Regions from separate parts of the Mus musculus genome. Here region 1 is linked to region 2. A link is a contact called in public HiChIP or PLAC-seq data. All regions are on one chromosome and are shown on one strand. Each heading gives the region's core, a stretch centred on a gene start, on an enhancer-like site or on the middle of the called end of the contact. The rest is flanking DNA. Distances are from core to core; before and after follow the strand shown. Region 1 overlaps Gm34419 (a long non-coding RNA gene). Region 2 overlaps Tnks (tankyrase, TRF1-interacting ankyrin-related ADP-ribose polymerase).

Region 1 (2,994 bases), core at 117-2,616, 210 kb before region 2:
CATGTTATTCCTTTGTTTCACAAGCTAAAATCCTCCAACCAGGCTAACCAGTGGTACATAGGGAAATCAACAACAACAACAACAACAAAAAAGTCCTGCTTTAAAAAATACAAATTTTAAGAAAGATCTCAGTCCTTCTTAAATAAGCATAAATGGAGAAGGGAAAATCAGAAGCTAGAATATCTGTAGATGGGAGGAGAGGAACAGCAGATGAAAGGTTAATTTAGGCCAGAAGAAGAAGGCAAAGGATTTCAGGGTGGGGTGGGACATGATAAACAGGGACTTTCTTTGAAAGGCGCCAAGGAGTCAGGTAACTAGTTCCTGCCCACTTCTGTCTGGGAAGCAGGAGAGGTTTCTTGCTTTCTGGAGAGACTCAGCTGCAAACTTGGGCCATAAGAGACTCAGATGGGGACTAAAGAGACTCAGTATCCAGGTGCGGTGACTCAATGCCTGTTATCCCAGAACTCAGGAGACAGAGAGTTCAAGAACAACTTGGGCTACATAATGGGTCTCGGGCAACCCTGGGCTGCAGTGACAAACTCTGTGTCAATGAGGAGAGGAGACAGTCTTGGCACTGTGTGCAGAGGGACTCAAGACCTGTGGTGCTGTGAACTATGAAGCCCACAGACCTGCCACGCTCCTCCCACGCCAGCGATTTGAGCCAGTGGAAGATTCATCTTCAGGGATGGAGGAGTAAAATTCCTTCACTCCTTGATACTCTACAAGTGAGCCCACAACTTGAGAAACTCTAGCCACGTGCACCCCCCTCACAGTCACATTTTAGTTATAGCTGTATTGTGAGTGCGCAGTTCCCGACTCAAGGCAGAAGGCATGAAGACATCTTCAGACACGTGGAACTTAACACAGCCACCTCATGTTTTCAAACTTCTTGAGCTGGGAATAAAGATGAAACCCAGGAAGGACAAGGAGGTATAAACCGTCTTAGTACCCCGTGGCTGTGGTAAAACACCCTGACAAGCTCAACTTGAGCTTTATTTAGTTCGGGGGGGGGTACCACCCATTATGGCACGGCCTCGGGAACAGGGAGGCAGAGATTCATACGGCGTGGGAAGAGAGGAAGCAGACCGGAAGTGTTGGGTTTGGTTTCTGAAACCGCGAGGCTCACCTCAGTGATCCACTCCCTCCTCTAAGGCTTAAGCCTTTTAAGGTTCCATAATTTTCCAAAACAGACCCGCCAACTGGGCACCAAGGGTTCGAATTCGTGAGCTTGTCAGGGACCTTTCACATGCAAACCCCGTGCGGGGGTAGGGAGGATACAAAAGACATGAGCTGGAATACAGAAGAACGCTGAACAGAAGTCCTACATTGAAAACCGGGTCAATGGCTTAGGAAAGCGCCAGCCTGCAAGGAACAGAAAGGGGAAGCGCTATGGACGAGGCGCACCCACAGGATAAAAATAACACAAGTGAGCATAATCTGACATTTTTCGGTGCTTGGAAAAAGTAATTCCTACGTATTTAAAAAAAGATACTGAAGAATTGGAGGAAATCCAGCTTCCTTCGTGGCAATTATCAGTCTCGGGAAAACTCTAACAAGAAAAGTGTGCTGATAACCGGCTTCCTCGATGCTGTTAGTTAGTTCCCTGGTCCCACACTCTTGGATAATCACTTCCCATCTTCAGTACGGCTGACTATACAAGTGTGTCTTGTAGAAATGTCGTGAGGTTCAACGTTAGGTTCTAAAAGGCATCGAGGCTATCATGTGGCTCTCTTATGGTAGCTTGCTCTGGAGAAAAACCAGCTTCCATGATACAACACACTCAGTAGCTTTAGGAGCGAGAGCTGGGCAACAGCCAGCATACCTCGCCAATCACATGAATGAGCTACCCAGAAAGCAGGTGGCCGAACCCAAGTCAAGAGCACAGATACTACTGGTTCCCAGTCAACGCTGATTAAAAATCAGGCTACCTGCCTAAAAACACCCCTGAAGTCTAGACATCCCAAAAGTACAGAATTATGTTTTTTATATTCTATGGCACTGAGTTTTAGATTCAGCTTGGAGCATCCTGGAAACTGGATGTAGCTATAACAAAAACCTGAAGGGGTGCATACAGATCTGGACCAAGCAGGGACCTTTGGGGAGAGGGTTAGTTTTATATTATGAATATTGTGTCATATGCCTATAATCCCAGCACTCAGATGAAGATGACAAGTTCAAGGCCAGTCTGGACTACATAGCAAGACCATGAATGAAATAAACACAAATTAGATATTGTTAGTAAAGACTGGTGGCCTTTAAAGAAACCCCTAGGAAGCCCAAAGTGATCGAGTGCAGGAGATCCTGAACGGAGAGAACATGAAGCCCTTGCTGCACAGTAGTAGAAAGTTTAGAAAGAGTAGTGGCTGTCATAAATGAAAACTAGGAATGCAGTGGACATACCTTCCGTGGAGCTGGAAGCTACTAGGTAATCTAACTCGGGAGTCCTGTGGTAGTCTGCCTTGGGAGTGGGTAATCACTGAAGAAAGCACTGGTAAAAGTAGATAAGACATGGTGAGTGGAAATTTTCTAGCATTTTTATTATGAAAAAAAAATACGCTTTTTAAAGCTAAGACATGGCTCTTGGGCAAAGAGGAGACCCATACTGTGTAAGCAAAGCAGTGAGGTAAACATGAAGGCTAAGGGGTGGGTCCAAAAAAAAAGTTAAAACTTCAGAAATAACCAAGGCTTATGCTGGGCTGGTGGCTCAAGCCTCCCAGAGCTTCAGAGACAGCAGGATTGCCACGAGTTCTAGGCCTCCCTGGGCTATGAAGTGAGGCTCCTTAAAAACTGAAAACCAAAACACATGTACAGACGCAAAGAACACCATCTGTCCCATTGCCCTCTCAGCAGAAACCCAGGCATAGAACAGATCATCTCAGCGGCTTCTGGGTCTTGCTCTGCTCTGATGGCACGGACCCCAGTCAGGTTTACAGGAGGCATATAAAGGGTTTATAAAAACTACATTGGATCTCCGAGTTGTGCCATAAGCAATGG
Region 2 (3,297 bases), core at 214-2,713:
GAAATTAAACACATTAAGGATTAGTTATAGAACTATTGTAAAAAGTTAGTAATAACAGTGAGAATGGAAAAAAATTCAAGCAGAGAGGAAATGATAAATGTATAATGTGCTGGCAGAACTTGTAATTTGATGTGTTGGTTTAATTTCTTAGGTTTTAAAAGATGTGGGATGACCACTTCTTACAAAGTTAAATACATATTTAAAATGCGACATGGCAATCAGCATTACTAGATGTTTGCCCAAGAGAAATGAAATCGTATGTCCATTTGAAATGGTTTCTATAGATGTTTATAGTAGCTTCATTTATAACTGCCAAAGACTAGAACTTGGGAAAGGATAATCAAATTAAATATGTCTTATGTTATGGGGTAATGCTTAACAATTAAAAAACCTACTCTGTTTAGTGACAAGGACAGATTTCAAAAGCATTTACACAAGGTAAAGAAAAAACCTAGACTCAAAAGTTTATGTGTTCAGTAATTCCATTTAGATGACATTGTGTGACTTAGAAGTGTAAGGACATTGTGACATCTGGGTCGGAGTCAGTCCTCAGACACGTGTGCAAGTCATTGGGTTCAATCCCCAGCAATGGGGGAATAAAAAGAAGACATGTCAAGTAAACAGAAACTTAGGGACAGAAATTAAACAGTATTGGCATGAAATGAGGCTTTACAAAGGCCTGGAAAATATTAGGGTGCACTAAAAATATTGTGTGTTAGTAGTGTCTAACGATGATTCACGTGCTTAAGGACATTCGCTGCTCTTGCAAAGGACCGCAGTTAGATTCCCAGCACCCGTGCTGGAGACTGATAGCTGCCTGTAACTCTAGCACCAGAAACATCTCAACCCCCCTTCCTGGCTTCCACCAGCACATTCTTACACATGTGTGAGCACTCGTGTGTGTACACACATACACAAAAACACACACAGTAAAAATTTTTAATATTTTGCAAATGCAAATATACTAGTCATGATAGTATACACTTTTAAATCTCAGCATTCAGGAGACAGAAACAAGTTGGATCACTGTGGCCTACATAGTGAGGTGTCCTCCCTCTGGGAAAAAAATACGAATGTAACTGTAAAATATACATGAGTACATAGTATGGAAAGACTCTTGTGTCATATTACAGAACATCCCTGGTAGTGTAAACATATCCCCTATAGCAGTTATTGTTCTTAGTGAAACTTGGCAGTTATGTGTACCCATTTCAGTCTTGGAGTTAAGGGAGTTCATTGGTAGGTAGGTCTTAGAAAAAATATCTACATATACAGCATGATGGCACAGGCCTTTAATCCCAGCATCCGGGAAGCAAGAGGCAAGTGGATCTTGTTACTGTAGACTACCTGCTCTATTAAGGGAGTTCCAGGTCAGCCAGGGCTTTGCAGTGAGACTCTGTTCCCAAGAAACAAAAACACCCCCACCAAAAAGGCACTGTGTCCCCACCTGCTGGGGTGCACCTGTAAATCCATTGTTGGGAGTCAGGCTGGGGATCATCAGCACAAATTCAAGTCCAGCCTGTGTCAACATACTGAGCTCCAGGGAGGCAAAGGGAAGAACGAAAGGAGAATGGAAAGAAAGAACAAAAGACCATCATCAGAATAGCGTAAACTATTGCCAAGAGGATCAACTATGCAGTTCACTTTTCTAAACTACTTCCTTTTTTTCAGAGCAAACATGATACTTGGATTTTTTTATTTAATTGCAGAGTGCTTCACTTGCCATTGGATCAGTATTGGATGACTTGTAAATAGTGGCCATTCTGAGCTCTAAGGTCACAGACCTTTGTAGGTTTTTCCTTGTTTTGGAAATAGTCATAGAAGATTTTAGAATGAAAACAGTAGGCTAATTGCCCCCCCCCCCAGACCCTTGTTTCTATGTAATAGAGTAGCTTTGGAAGATTGGTGTGCAGGAGGATCTAGCTTTAGTGGTTTGAGAGTAGATTGTTTCCTGGTCATGTGGCTAAGTTCTTTCTACAACCAGGTAACTAGTTCAGAGACTTCAAACCAAAACACAATGAAATACATCACCTAAACTAATATCTTCTTCCCCCAAATAGGCTGTGGGTTTGGCTGAGAGAATCGATTTCTTGTGTATGATGGTACCTCAATGCAAAGCTTTCTGTATTGTCTTATCATAAGTTCAGGGCACTCTTCAGCACTCTCCAGGAATATCAATAGTCAGTTCTAGTCAGTTCGTGGTACTGCTGTACGCTTAGCAATGGGAAGTCCCCGCATTAACTTGGTAGTGGAGGTTCTTGACTGAGGTCTGTACAAAGCTCTTCCTTGAGACACCTTATAAGTCCAGGAACTAAAGCAAGCTATGGAGGTGTGAAACACATCGGTCACTTGAATAGACCCAGAACTTCCTTTATTCCTCTTCCCGTGCCCAGGTGTCCATGTTTATATGCTCGGTGCTTCAGAGTAGTTCTGATAGGAAAATTTTGGTTCATTATATCATTTAAAGCTACTAATTCTTTGCTTTATAAAATGTTCTTATACTTCACAATTTAGTTTCTTTCTTCTAGCGTACATATATCTTGTCTTCCTAGGCTCAAATTTAGTGATTCTTAGTCTAGGCATTAGCTTAGTTATGGAGCCTGATAGATGAGTATGAAACTAGACACTCATGTGACTGCTTCAGGATCAGTTTATTAACTAATGAATATGACAGCCACTGGGCATGGTGGTATATGTCTGTAATTCCAGGACTTGGGAGACTGAGGTCCAGGCCAGCCTAAGCTGCGTAGCAAGGAGCAGGCTAGGCAGGCCAGAGAGACGGGTGAAGTGGAGACAGGTGACTTTTCAGTGACATTTCTTTCAGTTCATGTAGAATGTGAGCTGTCACTGCTGGGCACACACAGTGTGCTGTAAAAACAGAGGTCAGAGTTTCTTTTCAGTCTCTCACTACTTTTAACACCTGTGACTTCCATGTTCATAAACTTCTCACGTTATTCCATCTCTGAAAAACAAAATGGCTCAGTTTTACAAAATGGTCTGCTTTGATCCTGCGAGTTGTTGGATGTAAAGACCCTCACAGTGTCAACACTGGGGTAAATCAGTAAGCATGGCTTCTATATGTAGGTTTCCAAGAGAAAAGTTTCCCTGCAGCCTAAGAGAAAGAGAGGCTATTTCTGACTGCATCAGAGAAATAGGAAGGGGAGGTTGATTTTTGACCTGACAACATTTTAAAAACATTAATTTGTGTATCTTTGTGGGCACCCATCCTTTTGCATGTATCAATATTTGGTATTAATGACTATTCAAAAAAACCCAAACATTGTCCCTACCTGTTTT

The links. HiChIP or PLAC-seq counts read pairs in DNA pulled down with a chosen protein or histone mark.
Region 1: an H3K4me3 HiChIP or PLAC-seq map of bone marrow-derived macrophages shows a contact between it and region 2, with 5 times the contacts expected there. The contact joins two enhancer-like sites. A contact is called at or near these places in 2 of 115 datasets of contacts at active chromatin or transcription factors (T-cell acute lymphoblastic leukemia and bone marrow-derived macrophages) and 1 of 9 other capture datasets (pancreatic islet).

Annotation. Positions count from the first base shown.
Region 1 is chr8:35,108,108-35,111,101 of GRCm38.p6, reverse strand. Gm34419 (a long non-coding RNA gene) reads right to left here. Exons shown (of 4, transcript XR_378879.3): 3 at 2,401-2,488. Among named protein-coding and RNA genes, the nearest start is that of Gm34419, 14 kb to the right of the region's middle. Within about 2 kb of position 1,366, at least 8 of the 459 cell types and tissues checked have an H3K27ac peak or open chromatin away from gene starts, as enhancers often do. A contact at or near this core is called in bone marrow-derived macrophages, where this site is marked.
Region 2 is chr8:34,893,542-34,896,838 of GRCm38.p6, reverse strand. All of the region lies in intron 3 of Tnks (tankyrase, TRF1-interacting ankyrin-related ADP-ribose polymerase), which reads left to right. Among named protein-coding and RNA genes, the nearest start is that of Tnks, 70 kb to the left of the region's middle. Within about 2 kb of position 1,463, at least 2 of the 459 cell types and tissues checked have an H3K27ac peak or open chromatin away from gene starts, as enhancers often do. A contact at or near this core is called in bone marrow-derived macrophages, where this site is marked.